2 separate regions of the Mus musculus genome follow, and region 1 is linked to region 2. A link is a contact called in public targeted proximity ligation data. All regions are on one chromosome and are shown on one strand. The core of a region is the stretch at or near the end of the contact, and the rest is flanking DNA. Distances in the headings are between cores, read along the strand shown.

The links.
Region 1: a contact with region 2 is called in a targeted proximity ligation map of stem cell-derived neural progenitor cells, with 16 read pairs. A contact is called at or near these places in 4 of 39 promoter capture datasets (the C10 cell line, cranial neural crest, hippocampal neurons and 1 more), 1 of 484 Hi-C or Micro-C datasets (embryonic stem cells), 6 of 130 datasets of targeted methods (embryonic limb bud, embryonic stem cells, forebrain and 2 more) and 1 of 9 other capture datasets (embryonic stem cells).

What each region holds. Positions count from the first base shown.
Region 1 is chr19:25,438,299-25,444,927 of GRCm38.p6, forward strand. No RefSeq gene overlaps it. Among named protein-coding and RNA genes, the nearest start is that of Gm26207, 12 kb to the right of the region's middle.
Region 2 is chr19:24,998,246-25,004,942 of GRCm38.p6, forward strand. Dock8 (dedicator of cytokinesis 8) reads left to right here and starts at 1,284. Exons shown (of 48, transcript NM_028785.3): 1 at 1,284-1,458. The coding sequence starts at 1,406.

The DNA.
Region 1 (6,629 bases), core at 408-2,907, 440 kb after region 2:
TGTTAGTATCAGGGTGTTTTTTAGTTAGAAGACTGGTCAAAGATCTAGGGATGGATGGCTTAGATCCAAAGGTCAGTAGATGCAAAGAGCTGGTGGGTGGCTGTGAACTTGAAGCTCTTGACCCCTACAGAGTGTCTGTAATGTTAGTGCACAGCTCTGTTCGCCAGGAGTGCCGAGGGCCACACACGACCTAGGATTCTAGCCAGCAAGGATGCTCTCCCATGGTCCAGTGCTTTTAGGAGGTGGGACAGAATTGGATGTACTTCCCATTTGATTCTGACGTTCGCCTTTTCTCTCTGCCAGTGCAATTTTCTCTGCCAGTGCAACATTGGTGCAGGAATGTGTCAACTCCAGATGGACGCTTTAAAAGTCTAGCGTAAACCTATAGCGTGATTTAAAATTTCCAGAGCCATCTTGAAGCTGGTTCCTGAAATGTGACCAAGGCACTTAGTTGGTGTAGGCAACAAAGAACCAACCAGCAGAGGACTCCCTGGCAGACAGAACACCAAAGTTTAAGTGACTGTTTTCTATGCCAGGAATGACACACATCCTTTCTACATGGAATAAAGGTCCCTACTGTGTGCAATGTATTCCTGGGCTACTTCTTCTTTTTTTTTTTTTTTTAGGTATTTTCCTCATTTACATTTCCAAAGCTATCCCAAAAGTCCCCCATACCCTCCCCGCCACTCCCCTAACCCCCCCACTCCCACTTTTTGGCCCTGGTGTTCCTCTGTACTGGGGCATATAAAGTTTGCAAGTCCAATGGGCCTCTTTCCAGTGATGGCCGACTAGGCCATCTTTTGATACATATGCAGCTAGAGTCAAGAGCTCAGGGGTACTGGTTAGTTCATAATGTTGTTCCACCTATAGGGTTGCAGATTCCCTTTGGCTCCTTGGGTACTTTCTCTAGCTCCTCCATTGGAGGCCCTGTGATCCATCCAATAGCTGACTGTGAGCATCCACTTCTGTGTTTGCTAGGCCCCGGCATAGTCTCTCCTGGGCTACTTCTGTGTAGCCTGGAAGTCAGATTGTATCTTAGACTTCTATAGCTCTAGTGCCCAGAGAATTCATGAGCTAGTCCCTGAGGTTTCCGTTTACAGAGTCTAGCAATGGCCCAGGAATCAGCATTCCCACATAGTTCCCAACTGCCAATGCTGAGCTAGAGGCCACACAGTGACTACAACCCTCACTGTAAGTCGCCCTTCCCTTACCTCAGCTGAAGGGGTCTATCTGGAAGGAGTGGGGCTGAGAGGTCACCTCAGGGTCCATATTTGTCACCTGCGGATGTCTCAGAAACTAAGTCTTAGTAGACACAGTGCTCTTTGTAGAATTTGCGCTCCTCAATTGAAAGATACTTCTGAAAAGATGCCTTTACCTATGAGAAGCCTTCTTTTACTGCGGCTCAGCCAACACATCCCTTGTTTATAAACCCTGCATTCCTCTAGACCTGGCTTTCAGAACTTGCCAGTGCTCCTGACTGAAATCATAGCAGTCTTATAAAAAGACAGAAAATGGCTACATTCACTCAGACACTTAGACACACACCCCCTCCCAGCTGCTCATCCCAGAGTCCATTGGTGCTTTGGCTCCCTCCCTGATGAATGCCCCTTTAGAGCCTGGGAATCCCAGTAAGGAAGACCCAGCGCACCACACAGCTGCTCTCTTCTCTCAGCAGCTGCCTCTGAGACCTCCCCTGTTCTCATTCTGTCGCTGGCCCGAAGTGCACAATGGTCCTTCGACAGCCAAGACAGCGGCCACCCTGGACATACATGCATGCCAGCAGCTGAGACAGACACATCTGTGAGGCAAAGTCACAGGAGCCTTTGGGACTAGGAGCCAACTGAGGGTATCCATTGTTCCGAAGGCACACAGAGCATGCCACAGCTCTAGAGTGAAAGACTGAGTTAAGATGAGAAAGAGGCAGAAGAATTCAGTGTTTCGCTATGACACTGGAGCCAACGTGGTTATATCTTTCCTGTCTATAAATTAATCCCTAAGACTCCACTCTAGGAAGTACAATCACTGAGACTGACTGATGGATGACCTTGATGACCAAAGGAACATCAATAAAGTGTGAGCCATTCAATCACTGTCAGGATATAAGGCCAGACACATAATCAACGCTCAGAGTCTGCCTCACAAACTCTTGATCCTGGTCCTTATGGGTTTTGTTGGTTTCAGTTTGCTGGCTTTATCTATTTAGATTTGGTTTTTGGTTTTGGTTGGTTAGTTGTGGGTTTTGTTCAGAAATAGTCTTGCTGTGTAACCCGGATGACCACTTGGAATTCACCATGTATTGCAGGCTAGCTTCAGACTCATGATAGTCTGGATAATTGCCTGCTAGGACTACAGATGTGAATGACTGAGTCTAGACTGCAAAATGTTTTTAAAGGTAGAGATTAGCTTTATCTTGATGTGCCAGAGTTTAGGGACTTCAACTAAAGAGAACAATAGTCCTGCAGTCACCAGAGCACAGGGTCTTAGACTCAGGGATGTGCTCGGTCATAGTTTTATCTTTGTTTCTAACCCATATTAATATTAGGAAAGCAAAACTCTGCCTTTGCTCATTAGCGACCCTTTCAACTATCTGTGCACTCACTAACCACTTCGTGGAGAAGAACTTGGTCCCATGCCAGCATGATGAATGTTGGTCCAATCAGTGACCTGCTCCAACTGCATAGCAAGAGCATTATCCAAATCTTTGGAAATACAAGGAGTCACGTTTGTGGGCTTTGGCTCCAATTTGCTTGATTCCTTTTCTCCTAATGTGTACCTACCTACTCTGTCTCTACAAAGATATTAGGCATCTCTATAGAGTTAAAAGCCCACAAGAGATGAGCAGTGTACAGGAACCTGCTTTAGCAGAGTGAGTTGTTCCTAATAACTGTTTGACAAGCTGGTCCAGTACCCTTGCCCATATTAGTGCCCCAGAATCAACGAACGGTCCCTAAGCCTGGGTAGCATATCACGGTAAGCATTCTCTGCTCATGTGGGGTCCATGATGGGGCTCTCCTGACCTTAGCCAGTCTCATATCTTTTTACCACTGTAGGCCGCTCAGGTCGGGCATCAGAGAAGACTTGATTTCATTCTCATGATCCCGGTGTCCAGCCTACACATGTTCTCATGGCCATCCAAACATGCAAGAGACAGAGGGACACGATTTAGGAGGCTTGGGTTTCATCGGGCACCTCATCATTTCCATGACATTGTACTGGCCCAAGTAAGTCAGAGGACCAGCCCAGATCCTTCCAGAATGAGAAACAAAACCTTTAGTGAAAGGAACTGTAGGTCTTATGCCAAAGTGTTTACCACTACAGAGAAGGACCTTCTAAAGGACCGGTTAGGCATACAATGAAACAAATCTATTAACGAGTTCATCCCCTACTGTTACTTCTACAGGATGCCAGGTAGCTCAAGAGACATACTTCTGACCAGGCAGTGGTGGTGCACGTCTTCAATCCCAGCACTCAGGAAGCAGAGACAGGCATATCTCTGAGTTCAAGGCCAGTCTGGTCTATAGAGTGAGTTCCAGAACAGCCAGGGCTACACAGAGAAACCCTGTCTTGAAGAGAGACACAGAGAGAGAGACAGAGAGACTTCCCTTAACCCACTAAGATACCTGTGGGGAAGGGTGGAGACATCACATCTGACCCACCAAGAGACTGACTGGCTCTGGCAGCGTCTTGTCCATGAAGGTCTGCCATAAGATCCAGGCACACCGTGCTTATTTATTATCGTCAGAAAACCCAGCCTGAGGCGAGCTGTGCCTGAATGTGAATGGAAGATTGGGAAGGCAGCCACTTAGACACTGTTGTGGTAACACAAGCTGAGAGAAGCACCTAACCATAGAGTCTCAGGAGCCAGTTCAGAGGGTGCCCTGAGGTGGAGAACACGGAGGGTAAAACTAGACTTCTCTATCACATTCTCATCGAGGAGTCGACAGCATTAAGCTTAGGGTAGTCAGACCACCACAGCATCTGTGACAGAATCATAGGGGAGCAAGTCACAGCTGGGTCCCCTCAGCTCTTGGCTAAGGATCATTCTTACTGCAAGCCATTGCTACTTCCTGGGGCCTATAATAGGGAAAAGGTCCAAAATGGGTTCTGCATTCTTGCCCATGAAACTTCCTTGAGGTGCTCCTAATTAGTAAGGCTGGCTCCGTCTCTAGGAGGAGACAGACAGGCATCCCCCTTATCCTGTAATAGCCAACAGCAGCCTAACCTGTCTTGAAAGGTTTGGGGCCATGCCAGTATGCCTGACTGTTGCAGTGGGGGTCAAAAAAGAAGCTGGCATAGAAGATTTAATAACAAAGTTAAAGGAATTTGCCACTTACTAACAAAGTCAAAAGAATTCCCTTTGCTTAAGGCTCTTTTAACTGTCTGGCTTGCTCTGGTAAACACTATATGCTGGATGTCTTCAAAATGCGGAGATGTCTACTTCTTGCCTCACTGCAAAGGGGGAACACACACAGTATCGTTTGTCAAGCTTGAGAAATAGCCTTATAGACACAGGTAGAGGTAACAGAATAAGAATTCTGCTGCTATCAACTTCGGAAGTAGTAAAGATGATGTAGACAGTTGCTGCACGATCTGACCCCTTTGTGCTCATAGACAGAGGTTGAAGAACCTCATGGCCTTGGTCTGTTTCTGAAGACAGACAATGAGGTGGTCCTGGGCCAGCAGAGATAACTCCTATCTGCTTCAGGGAGCAAGTCAAGAGCAGGCAGCTCTGTAGGCACGTGGGGTCGTTGTCCTCAGTGTAGCTGGCATAAGTGATCATGAGGTTTTCTTGTCTGCATCCAAATGGACTTCTCATCCCCTGTGCCTGGTTATAAGGGGTCTCGTCTAGGAACATCCTTTTCTCAAAAATCAAAATGACTATCTACCTAAGAATGCCTGTAATAGATGCAAGTCTGTAGATCAATATACATACGTCGTTCAAGTGAAATGCATCCGTCTAGGGCTGACAGTACTCCTCCCAAGTGCTATAGCCTACTTAACAAAAATCCCAACACCAGGCATGAGAAGCCTTCCTTTGAGTTTGTTGGTCTGGGTTATCTAAGAGACTCCGAAAACATTATTTCTGGTGTCTTTGGTTGCCCTTCAGAGGGGAAGTACAGAAAGTCCCTACTGCTGAAGACACCAGGATACAGGACCCATAGGATTCACGCTAGATCTGATCTGCAAGCCTCCTTTCTAGGGACGAGCTTTTCATGGCCAGAAGCAACTTCCAAGCTTTCAAAGGAAGGAAGGAATCGGTAGTCCTAGCCGGCTCTGATGACTGTAAACAGTGTGGCACAAAAGCCCCCACAGTACAGTAGTGGCGCACTTGCCATTAACCAACAGCTCTCTAATTAGGTGTTAGGCCTGTTCAACAAGAAGGAAATCATGCCTCGTACTGGAAACCTAGCCAACTATTGGGGCGGAGGTTGGGGGGTAGTGGGGAGTGGGGGAGCTGTGCTACTGAAATCATGGATTTTGGAGGAGAACCTAAACCATCACTCTATTAAACCAGCACAGCCTGTAACTACATTTTAAATTTTCTCATTATACCCACAGGAAAGTGTAGTTCTTTACCCTTCATCAAGGAAACTTCTCCTTATGACTAAGACTATTACAGAAGACCACAACTATTGAAATGCAGAATGAAGAATGAAGCCCATTCCCAACTAATAGATCTACAACATGATACCTGTATCTGAGGTTCAGGGATCAATACAGAAGAGGGTACAGAAAGATTGCACAAACACCAGAAGTTCAAGAAGTTTGCTGTGAGATTATGTCTGCTGGAGATGTCAGAGGAGCTACGCACGTGATGTCTCACCAACATGGTGGCCTAAACGTGACCTGAACAGGGCTGCACCAAAAGAGATGCTAACGTGGAAGAGGGAAAGCCAGGGAGGCCCCAGCCCTAGACAAAGAGCTCCAGGCAACTAAAGAATGTTCTTCTTCCCCAGGGAAAACCACATCAATTCGTGTCCAATACCAAATGTTCAGCCCTGGAAACACATATAGACAAATAACATTATACAGATGAAACAGGCTGTGTTTGTATTTAAGAGCACACACACACACCATCAACAATAATGAAAGAAAAGAGGCTATGAATCGGAAAGAGCGTAGGGGGCATACATGATGAGAATGTTTGCTGGAGTTGAAAGAGAAAGGGAAATAACGCCATTATAAGCTCAAAAAAATTTTTTTTAATAATTTAAAAAATAAGAAACACCTCTCCCAGGGCTGGAGAGATGACTCAGTGGTTAAGAGCACTGACTGCTCTTCCGAAGGTCCTGAGTTCAATTCCCAGCGACCACATGGTGGCTCACAACCATCTGTAATGAGATCTGATGCCCTCTTCTGGGGTGTGTGAAGACAGCTACAGTGTATTTAAATATAAATAAATAAATCTTAAAAAAAGAAAAAAGAAAAAAAAAAACACCTCTCCCCACAAAAGAATCAAAACAGCAAGAAGCAGAGGCAGCCTCCTTTGATGGGCTAATAGGAGGGTGCCTGGAACAGAGCATAGTATGGAACCTATCCATCGAGGGGAGTCTGCATGAGGCTCAAGGTAAGTGTCAAGGTAGCAGGCCACATTTCTGAAAAATAATTTGATAAGAAATAAGGAAATA
Region 2 (6,697 bases), core at 34-2,533:
TTAGAGTCTCTGTATTGTTATGTTGTACACATTGTCTTTTATGTTTAAAGGCATTGGTATGAGGGAGGGGGAGAGTTACCTAACCAGCTCTGAAGGTTTGCTCAACTACCTACCCAGAAGCAGAGGAAGAAGGCTGCCAAGAATAAATAGCATATGGTCGGCCAGTATTTTAGTATTAGGTTACAAATTAAGTTGTAGTGGACCAGTGTTGTTCAGTAAGAACTCAATGTGCCAGCAAATGTGAGCTAAGGAAGTAATTTTTACATCTTCTTAATGGGAGCCACATTTTAATACAGGGAAAAACAAACAGGTGAAATTATCTTTAATAATATGTTTCTTAACTTAACAGCTTCCAAAGGATTGTTTTTAACATGCAATCAATACAAAAATTAAGACATTTTGCCTTATTTTTTTTCTGTACTGTCTTGGAAACCCAGTGTGTATTTATTTTCCAACCCATCTCACTTTAGACTAACCAAAAATTCAAGTGGCCAACGGCCACATGTGGCTTGTGGCTTCCATATCTAGACTCTGCAGCTTTGAGCCAAAAATATAGCCCTTTCGTGTTTCCGAAGGCAAGTTGACAAGTGGAAACACACGGAGTTCATACAACACAACTTGGACCAAATATATTACTTGAAATAGGCACAGTCTTTTCCACGCTCATCCTTTGGGGATTATTTTTATTTTTATTTCTCCAGATTTCTCCTTTGTGGTCTGGTCAGGTTTCTCCATGTAAAACAGAACTCTGTTGAGATACCGGTCAATCTCAATGCTGTGTATTCCCTCAGGTTCTAAAATGAAAAGTCATATAGCTCCTAATATTTACTCGTGGGATGCAGCCATTATAATAAAGTGTCCCATGAATGACAGTGCGCCTTCGGCTGGGAAAAAGTCGACTGATGTCCTAAGAGGCTGCCTTAAAAAGAAATGTTCCCAGGAATGGCGTCAATCCACCGGGTGGCCCCTCCAGACCCCGCTGGCTGCTTCTGGATCCAGCGCTCACTGCCCCAGTCGCCCTCCGGCTCCGGCCGCCGGCGTTTCCGGCCAGCTCTCGCGGTCCGCGCTCCGCAGCCACCGTGCCCGTCGGTCCCGGGTCAGCGGCGGGGGAAACGCGCGCCTGCGGCCGGCGACTCTGAGTATCCGGAGCGCGGCTCGGCGCGGCGTCCACGCCCTCGCCAAGCGCTCGGTGCGTGCCAGGCCGGGCGGCGCCGCGGGCGGCGGAGGGAGCAGAGCCCTCCCCCCGGGAGCTGCGCGGCCAAGGTGGAAATGCGGAAGTTTCCGCGGCGCGGCTGACAGATGAGGCTGGCGCCGGGCGCGCCGGGCTCTGCAGCGGCTGTGCGTTCGGGTCCCGTCCCCCCGCAGCCCCGCGAGCCCCGAAGCCGTGGAACCGCGCGCGCGCGCCATGGCCACGCTGCCGAGCGCCGAGCGCCGCGCCTTCGCGCTCAAGATCAACAGGTAAGACGGCGCGGTTCCTGGCCAGTCCGCGGCGGGGCGCGCCGGTCCCCGTGGCGACTCATTCTCGTCCTCTTGTCACCCGCGCTGCTGTCCGGACCAGCGTCTTGCGCCACCTCCCCAACCCGGCGTGGCTCCCGCCGCCCTCGCTGTTCTGAGACAGGTGGCCCGACCCGGAGCGCGGGGTCGCGCGCCCGAACTTGGCTTAACAAATTGCGCCTTCCTTCCAGTCGGGAGACAGCGGAAAGAAGCTAAGTGGCTGAAAATCAGCCCTGCTTTGAAGCAGATCGGTCCGTGGTCCAGGGTTAGGGCTCTTTCAACCCCCTCTTTCCAAAAAACATCTTGGCTTTGGATGGCAGCGCTATTTTTATACCTTGGTCCAAAAGGAGCCAACCATGAAGTGGAAAAAATGATTTTAAAAAAATTCCTCCTTTAAATAAGCGAAAGGGAATGAGCTGTAGCTGACGTTTAAAGATTTCTAGCACTCTAGAAAAGTGAAGAACACAGGGATTTCCAATTTATAAACAGAGCTGCACACGCCACATCTCTGTGAGTTGACTACTCATAAAGTTCTCGGTAGACTCAAGCGGCGGCGTTTCCTCCACTGAAAACTGCTGACAAGTATTCAAGGGGGCATTTTTGCCTTGACCTGGGAAATCTAGACTGCCTGGCTAAAAGATAATGTGGAAGGGCAGCGCTCTGGAGGACTTCCAGGGTTGGTGTTTTTTTCTTGTTCTTGTTTGTTTGTTTTTGCATGTGGGACGCTGGCCCACAGTAATTCATCTTTGGGCTGCTAGTGAGTGAAGCTGGAGTCACTAGGAATCACCATCCTTGAATAGTGAGCGGTAAGGACCACAGAGGGCCAGTGGAGTTTCCCTGTGCAGTTGTGAGCAAGACCTTTCACTTCCTTCACTATTTCATCTGTCCAATTAGTTTAATTATTAATGTGGACTGTATACAAATGCTAAAGGGTAACTATATCATAATTCAGTCTTCCTATCGGAGCCTTTCCCCTCATCAGGCTGTCCTGGCTGCAGTGGGGCCGTAGGGGCATAGGAAGTTTTGATGGCTGTCATCATTGCCTTCCCCGCTTCTCCTCTCTTTGTCCCTGTCATGAGAAAGAAAAAAAGCCAGGAAACAAGGAACAAGGGCAGGAAGCTGTTAGGGATTCAGGAGGGGTGAGACTGATCTGAAGTGACTGTCTGGGACCTAATGCAAGCCTGGAGACGCTCTTGCAAGGAGCTTCGGGGTTGGTATAACCCAAGGGTGGAGGATTAAAGTCCTTAGCCAGAAGTGGTGGACTTACCCATCATCCCAGCCCTCAGGAGGCTGAGACAAGACAATCACAAGCTGGATGCCAGTCTAGGCTGCATACAGAGACCTTGCAACAAGGAAACAAAACAGAAGCAACCACCCAAGCAAAACAGTGTTAGGAAAACCAAGAGCCAGGCTACATTCAAATTTCCTTACAAAGTTTTGCTGCAAACTAAGTATATCCCATTGGGCATACACATTTTATATTTTTCTCATGTTTGGTCTCCTCCCTCCTCCCCTTCTTTCTGTCTCTCCAAGGTCTCTCACTTTGTTTCACAAACTGGCCTTGAACTCCGAGCACTTGACCTGCTTCAACTTTCTGATTGCCAGGGTTGCAACTGTGTACCGGCTTTTGTGTCAGTGGGAATAACTAGTATCCGAACCCTAGTTTTTCCCTCTTCTGACTGTTAGGAGGACTGAGTAGAGTAGAGACAGCGTGCTTATGATGCCTGGCTCAGAATGAATGTTAAATAGCTGCTAGCTGACACATCAGTACCGCTAGCTTCGTCGTGGTCAATGCCATCTCTAATATCATCAAATCTGAGATGATACTTCAGAACCTACGAAGACAAAGTACCAAGGGCAGCTGAAGTTGGACTATTTTTCCAGGCAGAGGCCATTTGGGGCAGGGTATGGGGATGCCAGTGGCCACCTGCAGCTTTCTTGGGGTTATATCTCTCACATGTGCAACACAGTGCTGAGAACCCTAAACTGGAGCCAAATGTTCCAAGAAGTACCCATTTAGGAAAGAAAAGTATGCTTTCTAATCTTCTGGAAAGAGTCTACATTGTATTTTTCTTTTTAAAAAGAGTTTTGTTCTCCCCCCTGTAAGCCACTTTGTGTATTGGGAGCAAGAGTTACACTGAGGTCTTGGCTGGTATAACTTTCAGAAGAGTGGATTTCTGAGAATGTATTTGGTGTGGCTATAACATTCAAACCCGCCACTTGCAGGCTGAATACTGACTTGCAGATGTTGTTGCAGATGTTGTGCTCAGTCGTCCTGGACAGATGTGGTCAGCTTTCATTGTCCACTTGACACAATCCAGAGTCACCTGGGAAGAGAGTCAGAAATGATGGGTTGTCGGCATCGGGTTTGCCTGTGGACATGTCTCTGTTAGATTCTCTTCATTGTTGTTTGATGGAGGGAAGACATAGCCCCTGTGGGCAGTGCCATTTCACAAGCTTGATCCTAAGCTGCAGAAGAGTGAGGAAAGTGGACTTGAGCAAGCCAGGGTGTGTGGGGCTTCTTTAGCGCTTGGCTGTGGATACGATTAGCTGCTTGAATCCCTGTTTTGACTTCCCCAAAATGATGCACTGTGATATGAAATTGTAAACCAAATAAACCCTTTCCTCCGCTAAGCTGGAGATGTTTTTACCCTGGCGAGAGAAATGAAACTTGAAAGAAGGGGAAAGTGAAGCGTGGGGTGTACTTGCACAAGGCTGTGTAATTTGTAAAGATCACAGTCCGCGATAGCAGCCAGGACTACAGATGGCCCTTACATTGGCCCTCTGCATTAGGCCTGTACTATTTTGATCTACGTGTTTTAAGAATTTCCTTTAAAAGCAAAGAGTTAACTTTAAAAAAATCATTTCTGTAAACAGCATTGACAGCTCTGCTTCTGAGCAGTACCTGCTAGGTCAGCAAGGTGCTGTTCAGCAGAGTCAAACATGGAAAAAAAACCTTTTTTTACCTACATGAGTGTCTATTGGTTTTTAAAATAAATCCGATTCCAAAAGTAACACCGTGTGGAAAGGTGGCCATCAGGACTCTTAGTACACTTTCACATTTTCACCTTTCTATTTAACAATGATATTCCTTAAGACACTTGTTCTTTCTATTAATGAAATATTGTAATGTGACATATTAAAAATGAACAGTTGCAAAGAGCTCAGCTCTGGGCCCTACAGAGGAATGAGCAGTGTCTTACATACAGTCTGTGAAAAATGTTCCCCACTGCATGCAAATTTCTGTGGCTTCTTGCAAGCAGCATTGCCCAGTGCAGGGCCAGCGCCAAAGCCAGAGGAAGTCGTCAATGCTGGCAGCAGCTGTCTCGCCATGGTTGATCTGACTCTCTGGTGCTCTCAGAACCTTATATTCCCATGCTGGGTATCATCAGGGAGGACATGCTAGGAGCAGCTAGTGTGACTGTAACTCTAGTTGGGTATTTTGAAACATTTCTCTAGAACCAGTAACTCAGGGAGATAGAAGACAAGACTCTAGCGCCGAATTGTTCTGACTTGGAATGTCTGGTAGGCTAAGATGCATTGCTCTTGACTTTAGTTTTTCCCTGATTGTCACGAGCAAGAAAGACTAGATCTGAACTAGGTAGTCACAACAATGGTTGTGTTTGGGATTTTTAGGAACTGCTGTTATCAGATGTATCCTAGTTCTTTAAGGAACATTCCCCTGTTAATGAACGACCTCTTTGATGACTGGAATATGCTGCTTTTGTAGATGCAGGAAATTATTACTAATGCTGTGAAGATTCATCAGACAAGACCTTCATATTCTTTTTCCTCTTATGCAGTGTTGGTTATTAAAGCTAGGGCCATCTGCACGCTAGGCAAATGTTTTACCACTGAGCCATATCTCAGCCCACTTGCTTCTGTCAAACCCAGAATAAGTATAGAACTTGATCAAACATGAAAGTAAAACAAGAACTCTAGATAAATAAAGGAAAATCATAAACTGTTGTAAGCCCTGGACACCTAGGATTGAAAGAAGTAGATTGTAAGACTTACACTTTTATATTCCTTACTGTATTAGTTAACTTTTCTGTGGCCGTGACAAGATCTCATGACCCAAAGCAACTTACATACAGGAGAAAGAATTTAGTTTGGCTTATGGTTCCAGAGGGAGAGTTGATAAAGGGGGAGGGGGAGGCAACGCAACAAGCTGTCAGAGCAGAAAGCCAAGAGGTCACATCTTCAACTGCAAACTGCAAACAGAAACAGCAGTCTGGAAATGGGCCAAGGCTGTAAGCTTTCAAGTTTTCCCCAAGTGACAAGCCTCCTATAGCTAGCTTACACTACCTCCCTAACAGGGGAATCAAGTGTTCAAACACTTAAGCTTGTGGGAAGCATTTCTCATTCAAACTACCACACTTACTATGCGGCAGATGCGAATCTAAATGTTTATATCGCCATTCATCCACTTCTATGAATTAGGAACAATTACTGCCTTCATTTATAAGTGGGGAAACAGAACACAGGCAAGTTATTCACGTTTTGATATCACACAGCTAATTAAGGCCAGAGCCGGGATTGATATTCAGGCAGTCTGTCTCCAGAATCCTGCCCTCCTACTCACTATACCATGATGTGTCTTGGTTTTCCTTTAAAACAAAGAAGTAACAATATTTACTATCTACTAAGTACTGTGCCAGACAGCCAAGATTCCGGCACTAGTGAGGGAGGGGCTCTCCGGTCCCCACCCCTTAATGAGGAGCTAGCGGCAGCTGATAGCTGCTGGAGCAGGGAGAATCATTCTTTCTTGAGGTTGTTTCCCATACACCAGTGGGTGACCCCACACCCATGTACATGTGGGTGGCGCTAATTGGATTTAGTGCAATTAAAAAAAGAAACGCATGGGATTGGAGGGGGAACGTGTTGAGGGGATATGAGGAGAGTGGGAGGAGGGAAATGAATGGCTGTGATCATAGTTTATTGTACGAATATATAAAATTCTCACAAAGAAAATTATTATAATAACGAAATGAGAACAGTTGAAAATGCTTATTATTGATTTGATTCGTGCACATTGTACATATATTGAAATACCACACTGTACTCAATAAATATGTAGTTATTATTTGTTAATAATTAAACTAAAACAGTTAAAAATTATAATTTTCTAAAAAGAGAAAGACATGCCAGTCAAATGGCTTAGCTGGTAAAAGAACTTGTCTGACAACATAGGAACTGTCTC